4 separate regions of the Mus musculus genome follow, and regions 2, 3 and 4 are each linked to region 1. The links are chromatin contacts, called in public HiChIP or PLAC-seq and promoter capture Hi-C maps. All regions are on one chromosome and are shown on one strand. Each heading gives the region's core, a stretch centred on a gene start, on an enhancer-like site or on the middle of the called end of the contact. The rest is flanking DNA. Distances are from core to core; before and after follow the strand shown. Region 1 holds the start of Kmt2e (lysine (K)-specific methyltransferase 2E). Region 2 holds the start of Klhl7 (kelch-like 7). Region 3 holds the start of Atg9b (autophagy related 9B). Region 4 holds the start of Kcnh2 (potassium voltage-gated channel, subfamily H (eag-related), member 2).

Region 1 (2,700 bases), core at 93-2,592:
GTATTGCTATCTTCAACCTAGAGCTGAATGCACCTCACTTGATTCTTCTCCAAGGTCTCCAGAACTGCAAACACATATATATTATCTTCATCTCTAAAGGATGAATAAAATAAGCAACACCGAAATTTACTTTAGAACTAACTCCAGTGATTTCCCTTTGACTTTAAATTTGATCATTCTTGAGAGACAGTCTAGATAGGGCGGATCTAGGCGGAACTAAAGCCAGTGAGGCAAGCACCCAGGATTGTTTTTTCTCTCCCTCCTCCCCCGTTTAGCACAGGGAACCGTTTGTTTCTCATCTCTGTCTGCTGCCACCGCGTCGGTGCCAATCCTTCGGTCAAAATAAGCTTTCCTGAAATGAGCCATATTGTGGATTCTAAGGCTCTGGCACAGTAAAGGACGGCAGTAAGGCAAGAAGAGCGGGGGAGGAGACTGCGAAGGCTGGGTACTGACTGGGGTGACCACCTTAGGGGCGGGTTTACCCTCTCCGGAGAGGATGAGGAGCGGTCTCTCTCCTACAAAGAGAGATGCCCAAGGCGTTCTTTTAACCCCTTTCACATTTAAGAGAACATTATGCCACCGAATGGCAGGGAACAAGGGCAGGAAGAAGAAAATGGGGCCTAAACGTCTTCTCTCTGCACCCGAACAAGATGCAGCTGGAGGAGGGGAGAGCTGGCAGCTCGCGGGACCTCTCCGACACCAGTCACAAGCCTCCTTCCTCACCCCGGAGGCCTGAATCCGCTACCAGGGAGGAGGGCGCCCCCTCCCTAACTCCCACTCTCAAGGGGGTTTAACTGCCAGTTTCCCCTTCCACAACCCCAAAACCCGCCATAATGCCCCAGTGCCAGGGACAGGCAGGAGAAAGGACAAATTCCATTTCCACAAGCGACGTGGCCCCAGCACAGGCGCCTGGGGTTCAGTGTGGACGCCCGGCTCCCGAAGGACAGCGACCCTCTCTCCCTAGAGCCCTAAGTCCCCCCACCGTGGACCCCACGACACCCACAGACACGACAGGCACTGACCTGTGATGGTCACACACCAGACACCCGAACCCTGTTATCGGCTCGACCCCGGGCGAGGTTCTCCACACCTCAGCGCTCGGTCGACCCCCGACGACAGCCACTGCGGTCGCAGAACCGACTCCACACCCCCTCCCCAAGCAGCAGCGCGCAGCGTCTTCAGTGGGAACCCAAGAGTCGGGCACTGCGGGCCACGGCAGGAATGACGAGGAGACGCTGAGGCTGCTCCGAGTGTCTATGCCCCCTCTGCTGCCGCTCCCGAACGCAGGCTCGATCTCCGACTCGGCCCCCTGCGCCCGCTCAGTGTCACTGCTTCTCGCTCTGGGAAAATGGCGGCGGCGACGGCGGCGGCGGCGGCGGCAGCGGCGGCGGCGGCGGCGGCAAGCGCACGGGGCCCGCCCGCCCCGCTCCGCAGGGGCAGGGGGGAGGGGACGAAGCTACTCGCCGCCATCTTGGTTATGGGCTGCGGCCCGACGCGGCCTCTCCGCCGAGGCGTGGAGACGTCACGCTAGAGGCCGCGAGCTGGCCAGACACTCCGTCTTTCCCACAACAGGTGCATTCATCCATCCGCCGACGGTTGGGGAGGTCTTGCTAGCTGGTGGGCTTGGCTCTTTACCCGTTGTCCCCGAGTAGCCCTCAAGCCTGGATGTAGGTGAGCGTGAGGATGCTACTAGTGGGTAGAAGGATGACAGCAGGGACGGGGACGACCCCCCTCCCATCACTTCCTAAGGTGATGCACTTGCTCCTACCCCCCAAGCAGCCTCAGTCCCGGCAGCCCCCTCCCCCCGGCCTGGCCTGCCAGCTCAGGGTGAGCCCGGTCGGATTGTCACTCGACGCCCACTAGTGGCTGAGGAGGCTCCAGTGCGCAGGCTCCGGGCACCGGATAAAAGCGGAGCTGGCGAGTCCCGCGCTGTCTCGATGGAGGAGCGAGAAACGCAAGAGGTCGGGGGGAGAAGCCGCAGAAAAAATTGCAGCCATCGTCAGCGCCGCCTCCCTGCCACCGTGTATGGGGTAAAAGCTGCCGTTGCCGCTGCCGGTGCAGTCGCTGCCGCCGCCTCCTATACTTCTTAGCACCGGGGAAGGATTCCCCGCCGCGGGACAGTGTGCTGGGCGGGGAGCGGGAGTTCGTTTGTGTGGCGGTGATTAAACGAGGGAGGGACAGAGCTGGTTTCTCGAACCGAAAAGGGGAGGCCAAGGAACAAAACAGGGTTCTCCACTAAAATCACACAGCGATTACGGATCTGGCTTTGGGGGCCTTTCCCCGGAATGGCGGTTTCCGTCTTCTTGGCCCGCAGCACGACCTTGGGTGCTCCGTAAGAGGAGTGGGGAGAGGCAGAGGCGGTGTCGGCAGCCAATCGGCGTCTGGTGATTTCTGTCGGGCGCGTAGGGATTGGCTGACGATGACCTCATGCTGCAGCAGCGGGTGGGGCCAGAGTCGTCGGGGGTGGCTGTTGCAAAGGCAGAGAGTGAGAAGTGATGACGGTGATCGTTGTCGCCGCGTCTTCTGTGGAACCCAAGCAGTGCCGAAGGAAGTCGCAAGGCTCTTCCCCGACCTTTTGCTCCTCTCCCTGCGCGAGGTGAGGGCCCTGGCTCGGCCTCTGCGAGACTTTGGGGCGCTGGTGCGGCCGTGGAGGCGCAATTTCTCCTGTGACTTTTGTAACTGCGTCAGGGCAAGATGGCG
Region 2 (2,700 bases), core at 34-2,533, 670 kb before region 1:
ATCATCAATTCTGTAGATCTCAAAAAGGTTACACAAAAAGAACACAAATATGAAAAGAGATGCATTTTAATAAAGAAGCCAGCCATTCACAGCTATTTCAGCATAAAAACCAGGAAAGATATAGGCATTGAAAACATAGTATCTATCCGCTACAACCAGAGCAGTGTGCCATCTTGTGAACAAAGAGAAGACTGCTGCGACCAGTGTTTGGCCTTAAGAAATCAGGAGTTGGTATCTTCCGAAATAAATCTTAAGATTCTTCTGCTGCCCATACTCACAGCAAAAGCGTCAGAAAGCCGAATTAGGTTTTTTAATCACTCAAGCTTATCTGTAGTGCTTTGTCCTCTTGAAAAACAGATTTCAGAGTCAACAAACTGACAAACATCCCCAGAATCCATAATGTGTTCTCTACCAAGTAAAACTCACGGAACCAAAAACCAACCAAGTGGTGTTCCCCTGCTTACCGGTCTATTGGAGGTTATAATCTAGTTAATTCTATCAAACACCTATCTACCGTCTCCATCGTTAAGCCGTGCCTTTCATAACCCACCTTTCAACCAAATGCTGCGGTTTCTCCAATACACGGCAAAATCAAAGACAGCACAAAGAGATCCTCTTGGTTAACAGTGGCGCCAGAACCCTTAGAAAACTGCTATTTACTGGTGACTGGCGTCGCCCTAAATGACAGGTGATTTATCAACTCGTGCCACTTGGGTGACAGGGCGGCGGGGCGGGAGCCTCCCTCCGAGAGCTCCAGATGACACCGCACGGTAAGGGAAGGCTCCAGGCCTCACGGGGAACTGGATGAGACCGGTTACACAACCGCCCCGGAGGCCCCCCGCCCGCCGCAGGAGTCCCCGTCGAGCGGGCCTCGGAAGCCCCGTGGCGGAGCAGGCCGTCAGCCAAGGCGCCGGCCCCGCCGCCAGCCTCCGCCGGACCCCTGCCCACCGCCCCGCACCGCCCCGCACCGCCCCGCACCACCCCGCACCGCCCCGCACCTGTTTCCTCATGTTGTTCATGACGCCCATGAACCCCGCCAGCAGCTTGGCTTCTTCGCGAGCCGCAAGTTTCTTCTCAGTTTTCTTCTTGCTACTCTTTTCCACGCCGGAGGTGGCCATCCTCTCTTTGCCCTCTGCGGGTTCGCGGCGACAGTTTGCCCGCCACACGCGGCAGTCTGGAGCACGGCTTCGGCGGCGGAGCTCGGAGAACTGCGGGAAAGCCGAAGGAGGACGAGACGAAGCCAACTCGGCCACGGTTGCAAGCGAAGGGAGTCCCAAGCATGCGCACTGGGTCGGGCGGGGGGGGTGCGCTCTAAGGAGGAGGGGGCGGGGCAGTGCGTCACAGCCACGCGACGCCCTAGCAACCGGCTGCGTCGCGCGGTGCGGCGTCCTCAACAGTGGGTACCCTTCGGCCTGATCCAAGCTCGCGTGTGCTTTTCTTCTACCAAAGGCCGACTTCCCAGGTTTAGATTTCGTGATGATCTATTTTGGATAATTGTGTAATAGAACAAACTAAGACGTCTCCCTATGGCGTAAGCTCCCTGAGAACAGGGTCAGTTCTTCACTGCCTTTTCAGACTGGGGCTCATTGTAGGCGCTCAGTAACTATTACAGGAAAATTGCATACTGCAAGGCAAAGGTTATTTAGGATAAGCACAAGAGTTACTTGTTTGAGATTCAGAAAGCAAAACCATTGTCCTGTCGATTTCTCCTCTCCGTGACATGCCTGCCTGTTTAGTAGGCTGTCTTTCTCATTAAAACAGATCTGGTGGGTGATGGTGGTGGTGGAGGCAGAGAGTGGTGGACTACTGAGAGAAACCCTGTCTGGGGAAAAAAACAAAATCAAAAAAACCAAAAAACTAGAGAGCAGGTGTTAGTTCCAGCCAACTTTATTGAGGTTTCCCCGGGCAGTTCTACTGGAATACAGAACTCAGTCCTAGAACTCACAGAAACATGTTCATAATGAGTTTTTTATTTTGCTGTTTAGGAATACACAGGACTGAAGTCGTTATTTCTAGTAATGAACTTTCTACATAGCCTCAGTTTTCTACCTAGATGTATGAAGAACTAGACAGAAGTTTTATGTAAAATGATCTAGACCGCTGTTGATCTAAAACAATAACTGCTTAAAAGAAAATTAAATAAATTATTTTAAGCTGCATAGGGTCAGCAATGGCCTAAAAAGGGATTGAACATATCCTGGACAGTATGTTTCTTTATAAAAGAGATTAGATAAATATATTTATCTGCAGGAGGTGGGGGAAGAAAGTTAATCAAGGCGTTTACCAGATACACTGGTGGGAGCATCAAGTTGGTGGACCACAGCACAGTGAGAAAATCCTTTTGGAAGTTTTAGACGTCATATATATATGATGCCCCCTTTCAACATGTTTTATTTAAGATAACTTTTAAATTAAATATATTCTAATCATATTTTTCCTCTCCCTCAGATCCTTCCAGATCTTCCTGTCCCTGCTCACCCAACTTTTTTTTTTTTTTTTTTAAATATATTTATTTATTTATTATATGTAAATACACTGTAGCTGTCCTCAGACACTCCAGAAGAGGGAGTCAGATCTTGTTTCGGATGGTTGTGAGCCACCATGTGGTTGCTGGGATTTGAACTCCTGACCTTCAGAAGAGCAGTCGGGTGCTCTTACCCACTGAGCCATCTCACCAGCCCTCACCCAACTTTTAAGTTG
Region 3 (2,760 bases), core at 178-2,677, 960 kb before region 1:
TCCACGCGAGAAAGGCACGCTATTGTCCACTGTCCACCAGGGGGTGCTGTTTCTAGCTCACATTTACTCTCTGGTAATCCATCTGGACATTTGAACATTGTTATGTTACTAGTATCATTGTCATTTATTGGTGGTGCTTCCGGGACTCAATTTTTCTTGAGCTGAGGGTCGCAAAGTCATGCTCTGGAATGAGCAGAGTGAAACTAGACAGAGCAATGAGCCAGAATTTGCTTGAGTTTGGGGCTGAGGAGATAAGGATGTGTGTAGAGGTAGTCTTAAGCAAGTATATACTATATGTGAGTAATGTCAGAGGGAGGTACCAGCTAAAGCCACACTTAACCTCTCTCTCTCTAGAGGTCTCAGAAAGATCATGGGAATTTCCTGCCACCGGGGTACCCCCCCACGCCCACTTCCTTGGGATTCCATTTTGCCACAAAGCATAGCTTTGCACCTTACCTAGACACAAAAGTATGGGAGTCATGAACTCTTGTTATATAAGAAAATCAGGCAGTCTGGGATAAACCTGTGGGATGTTCCATGGATGTCCTCCACGCTCCTCCAGGAAATGCTCTAGGAAGCACAGTTTTCCTCTCCGCCTCTGAGATACTGGCTTGATCGCTGGAGGCCCTGACACCTGCTCCATAAGTCAATATCTCAGGCATGGGCTTCAGTAGGGCAGTTGGTGACTCATGGCCTTGGGAATGGCGTTGGGCAAGCCATCAGACCAGCCACCTGGGCCTCCTCCTCCCGGGTGAGGCAACAACAAAGAACTCAACTGAGCCAGTCCATCCCCACACACCCAAATTATCCTCTCAAGGCCCCTGCCTTCCTGCGCTGACGTGTCTCAGGAGGCCCCGACACCAGGTCAGGACTGGAGGAGAGTACATCAGGGTTCAAGAGGATAAGGAAGATACAGTGGAACTCTCAAGGAACCAGCCTTTTTTCCTTAAGCTCCAATCTAGGATGGCTAGCACTCCTTCCTTTTACTCCTTGTTTTCTCCTGGCTAACCACAAAGTCTGCCCTCTTTCATTCAGAGAAAGAAAATATACAGCTTTTTTTTTTTTTTTTTTTTTTTAAGATAGGGTCAGATGTTGCCCAGAACAGCTTCAGTCTCCTGATCCCGCTACTCTGTCTCCTCCTAAGTGCTGGGAAATCTGAATGCACCTCCTGTTTGGGCATGTGGCCTTAAATCATTCTCTACTGACTGGTGCCCACAGGTGTGAAGGGATGGGAGTGCAATTGTAGGAACGAGAGCTTCACTATTTTGTCTGCACATGCTAGAGCCCTCTGATAGGATTTTGCTCTCTGTGCATATTATTTTTGTTGCAGCTGCCCTGTCTTTGCCACTTGTGCCCTTGAGGACTGAAAGCAGAGATCATAGGTGTCTCTTCTAATCCCAATAGCTCTTGAGCCCCTGCCTCCTAAACTGGTGTCCGTCCCAGGCATGGGGCTTGGGCCCCAGGTTGCCTTGCAAGGAGTGTGAGTGATCACACAGGTGGCTGAGGGTTGGCATGCCTGAGGCCTGCCCAGCCTGAGTCACCTAGTGCTGTTGTTGTCCTGCTCCTTGTTGAAGTCTCCGCTCAGCTTCACTGACCTCTGTGGAAACAACAGCAGTCCAGTCCCTTCAACCTCTCAAGAGAAGCTGCGGCCTGATGGTGAGACGAACGGGGTGGGGGGGGAGCAGGAGGCAACGGGGGCGGTGGGGAGACTTGGGGCCCAGCTCAGTGCCTCTGCTCCCTATGGCACTGCCACTGCCTGCTTCTCCATGCCGGGGAACTGGGGGAAGGAGGATCTCTGTCTTCTCTCTGTCCCCTGCCCCTCGCACAAGAAGCTGCTCCTCTTCAGTGTTCCCTCCGGCCTCAGGGTCTCCCTGCCTGGTGATTCAGGAGGCAGGGGCTTCTCAGACTCCACACAATGTCTTACCCACCCCGACCACACCCTCAACGCAGGCCCATCCCACAATGATACACACCTCTGCTTCCCCCTCGTGGGGGTCCCACTCCACCCCACCCCTGGCCTCGGCCACTCCCCCTCCCTCCTGCCCGCGCCCCCAGGACCATCCTGGGCTGCGGATGGGCCCTCTGATCCCTGAGCAGGACTATGAACGGCTAGAGGACTGTGACCCTGAGGGGTCTCAAGACTCCCCTATCCATGGGGAGGACCACCAACCCTTGCTTCATGTACCCGAAGGACTCCGCGGTGAGTGTGTGGGTATATGGAAGGTTGGGTGGGTTAGGGGGTCGAGGCAGGTTTGGGTTTGATAGAGAAATTAATCACAAATGGGACAATGCCAAGTCTTGACACTGTTTCTCTGTGCCCAGGTTCCTGGCATCACATCCAGAACCTGGACAGTTTTTTCACCAAGATATCCTTTGTGCCCAGCATGCAGAGGGGCATGGTGGGGGGACTGTGGAGCAGGGAAGAGTGGGGGAAGTTTCTACGGGAAGAGTCCGTAGGCTTAGGCAAATTTCTTGACAAACTTGCCACATCTACAGCTATCATCAGCGGAATGGCTTTGCCTGTATCCTGCTGGAGGATGTCTTCCAGCTGGGGTGAGAAGCCAGTCCTATCCCTAAGCTCTGCTCTTTCTTCTTGATTTTAGTATTTATTCTACTTTATTGATTTTTTGACCCAGGGTCTCATGTATCCTAGGCTAGACTTGAATTCCTGTCCCTCCTGCCTCCACTTCCTATGTGCTAGAATTACAGGCACAGTACTGTACCCAGTTTACGTGGTGCCGGAGATGAAATCCGGGGCTT
Region 4 (2,700 bases), core at 173-2,672, 920 kb before region 1:
GATTTTGCTCCTGGAGTAAGAGTAAGGTAAGAGTCTGGCTGGCGTGGTCTCATGGCGACCTTTCTTGCGCCGTCCGTCGCCCCCTCTCCCCCATCCAATGAAGGTTCCCGCTGGTGACAAGACCCAGCCCCTTGCTGCAAGGACAGAGGCAGCTGCAAGCCCTCAGGAACCCCCACATGGCCCCATCCATCTAGACAGGCCTCTGATCCGGGTTGCAGGCAGGGGAGGGGATTCAAGGCCGCCTCAACTCCAGCTGCCTGGCTCCTCCCCACAGCAGGCCTGCTCAGCTGTCAACACTCGCCTCTCGGCCTTGCCCTGCCCCAGGCGTCGCTGAGCTGCTCAAATCAAGGACACCTCAGCCGCCCGAAGCCCCCTACTCAGGCCCCAACAGGCGGTGGGCAGGCAGTGGGCAGGCGGCTGGTGGACACCCTGCCTGCCCTTGAGCATCCTCAGACCTCTTTGCCTAAATAAGGGAGCTGCTGCTGGAGCGAGCCAGCTGGCAGGGGGAGGGGCCCAAGGCAAGGCCAGGGTTTTCCGAGGGGGCTGGGCCGCCCGGGCCGCCTCGGGGGGCCCCAAGCCCTCCTATTGGGCCTATGAGGTTCCTTCAGCAGAGGGAGGGAAGGCCTCTAGCTCACGGGGATCCCCTGGCTGGGACCTCGCACTCAAGGAAGGGCCTCGCTTTGCTCTTACAGCTAAAAGGCCGCAACTGCTGTCGGTCTCTTTGTACGTGTCATCCATGGAGAGATTCGAATAACCACCGAGAGGTTATAACTCCCTGGAGACAGGGGAGGCGTGCCTCTCTTACGGCTCACCCACCCTTGTCTCAAAATTTTACAGCTTCCACATTCCCTGTTCTTCCCATTTTCTGGCTGTCCCCTGGTCCTAGGGCGGCTCATCTCAGAGCCTAGGCCTCACTCAACCCCGTCACCCACAGCACATTCCGACATCGAGCTGTGGGTACTCAGCCTGCCCTAGGCGCAGCAGGGAAGCAGGAGATAAAGGGTTGGTCCTGTCCCCATCAAATCGGGTTTCTCAGTCCTGAGTCTGGGAGGGGGCGATATGCCCTTCTCCCTGGTCACCTCCAAACCGACCATCGCACCTGTCCTCACCGTTCCCCTACTTAAAGGTCCCTTCCCCCTCTCGGCGGAGCGCGAGTCCCGGGGGCGCGGTAGCGGAGCGAGGGGTTGGGACTCCGGGAGCGCTCGGCGCGGCTCAGCCAATAAGAAGGGCGGGCGCTCGGGGTGGCGGGGAGAGGGCGGTGCTGCCGGCGCGCGGCGACAGGAGGGGGCCGGGAGGCGGGGGCCGGAGCCGGAGGGGCGCGCGCCGCATTAACCCTTCAGCCGCCGGACCAAGCCGCAGGCGCTGCCCGAGCCGCGGGCGCTGGAGCGGCTGTCGGCGCGGCGGCGGCGGGCAGGCGTGAGCCGGGAGCCCGGCGCTGGAGCGGGCGGAGCGCGGCGCGGGGACGAGGTGCAGCCGGGCCCGTGGCACCACCAGCCCGGGTCGACAGACAGGTGTGCCGGCGCCGCAGCTCCAGCAGCTTCAGGCCCGGCCCAGGGTCCGGAGCCGGCAGCCACTAAGCAGAGCGGGAATCCCGCGCCCTCGGTCCAGTTCCGGCCCCGCCCGCACTCAGCTTGGCCGCGGGGTGCGGAGACCACGGCCCGGCCAGGCCACCCGAAGCCTAGTGCTGGGCCGGGCCGGGCCAGGGTGGGTGGGGGCCCGCCCGGCCCGCCCATGGGCTCAGGATGCCGGTGCGGAGGGGCCACGTCGCGCCGCAGAACACCTTCCTCGACACCATCATCCGCAAGTTTGAGGGCCAGAGTGAGTGGGGGAGGGGGCAAGGCGGGGAGGGGGTCTGGGGGGGTGGGTCCAGTTCTGCTGAGTGTGGCTGGGGGGGCGTGCCCGGGCCGTGTGCAGTGCAAAAATGTGAGTCAGTAGGGGCTGGTGGGCCCTGAGACTTACGCCAGGAGCCAAGGGGACAAGGCTTGGTGCCAGGGACCACTGGCATAGGACCAAGGGGCCTAGTGTTGCAGCTAGGGGTCGGAGAGTGAGTATGACACCAGGAATGTGCAGGAAAGGGAGGTGGGATGAGATGTGTAGGTGTTTCCAACTCTAAATGTCCAGAGTTGATGAGATTGTGTGTGTGTGCTGTCCTAAGACTGTTTATGACCTAAGCTGTTGGTCCCTAAAAGTACACTGCGCGTTCCAGTCTTGGCTGTGTTGTATGTGACAGACTAAAACTAGAGGTGTAGGATTAGTGACCAAATCTGCTCTTGAGTGTGTGACAAGTATATGGTCAAATCCCTGTGTCACTAATGAATTCGAGTCTGCATGGGCCGTGGAGAGGCGTCTCCGGCAAGTCCCCAAGATTGTGGGCCCTGTGCTGAGAGGCTGCTGCACACCTGAAGCTGGCTTTGGGGCGAACAGGCTGGCCATGGAGTTCCAGTGTGGTGGACTTTCCTGCTGGGGATGGTACCCCAAGCCCCTTTGGGTTTGGGTGACTACAACTCCCCTTATTCGGACCTGGCAAGGGAGACTTCCAGAAATGTGTCCTAGGCTAGGTGAATGTTTGGTGTTGGTGTGCCTGTCCTCAAGGCTGCATGTGCCACAGAGTGTGTGACTGCAAAGGGCCCCTGGAGCAGGAGGGTGACATTCCTTGCCTGTGACCCTGTGCACACAGGACAATGTGTGCTTTACTGTGTT

What was found. Promoter capture Hi-C pulls out the DNA fragments that hold promoters and counts their contacts. HiChIP or PLAC-seq counts read pairs in DNA pulled down with a chosen protein or histone mark.
Region 2: a contact with region 1 is called in a promoter capture Hi-C map of pre-B cells, with 3 times the contacts expected there. The contact joins the promoter of Klhl7 here to the promoter of Kmt2e in region 1. A contact is called at or near these places in 3 of 39 promoter capture datasets (cranial neural crest, hippocampal neurons and pre-B cells) and 2 of 115 datasets of contacts at active chromatin or transcription factors (extraembryonic endoderm stem cells and pancreatic cancer cells).
Region 3: a promoter capture Hi-C map of pre-B cells shows a contact between it and region 1, with 3 times the contacts expected there. The contact joins the promoter of Atg9b here to the promoter of Kmt2e in region 1. A contact is called at or near these places in 5 of 39 promoter capture datasets (the C10 cell line, the HPC-7 cell line, cranial neural crest and 1 more), 1 of 484 Hi-C or Micro-C datasets (Th1 cells), 3 of 115 datasets of contacts at active chromatin or transcription factors (extraembryonic endoderm stem cells, pancreatic cancer cells and thymic regulatory T cells) and 1 of 9 other capture datasets (pancreatic islet).
Region 4: a contact with region 1 is called in an H3K27ac HiChIP or PLAC-seq map of thymic regulatory T cells, with 4 times the contacts expected there. The contact joins the promoter of Kcnh2 here to the promoter of Kmt2e in region 1. A contact is called at or near these places in 2 of 115 datasets of contacts at active chromatin or transcription factors (double positive thymocytes and thymic regulatory T cells).

Annotation. Positions count from the first base shown.
Region 1 is chr5:23,433,106-23,435,805 of GRCm38.p6, reverse strand. It overlaps Kmt2e (lysine (K)-specific methyltransferase 2E), which reads right to left and starts at 1,342. Exons shown (of 26, transcript NM_026984.2): 1 at 1,023-1,342. It overlaps 5031425E22Rik (RIKEN cDNA 5031425E22 gene), which reads left to right and starts at 2,470. Exons shown (of 3, transcript NR_165300.1): 1 at 2,470-2,596.
Region 2 is chr5:24,099,173-24,101,872 of GRCm38.p6, reverse strand. It overlaps Klhl7 (kelch-like 7), which reads right to left and starts at 1,283. Exons shown (of 11, transcript NM_026448.3): 1 at 999-1,283. The coding sequence starts at 1,118.
Region 3 is chr5:24,390,810-24,393,569 of GRCm38.p6, reverse strand. It overlaps Atg9b (autophagy related 9B), which reads left to right and starts at 1,427. Exons shown (of 14, transcript NM_001002897.3): 1 at 1,427-2,200; 2 at 2,323-2,366; 3 at 2,489-2,553. The coding sequence starts at 1,654.
Region 4 is chr5:24,350,326-24,353,025 of GRCm38.p6, reverse strand. Kcnh2 (potassium voltage-gated channel, subfamily H (eag-related), member 2) reads left to right here and starts at 1,422. Exons shown (of 15, transcript NM_013569.2): 1 at 1,422-1,818. The coding sequence starts at 1,743.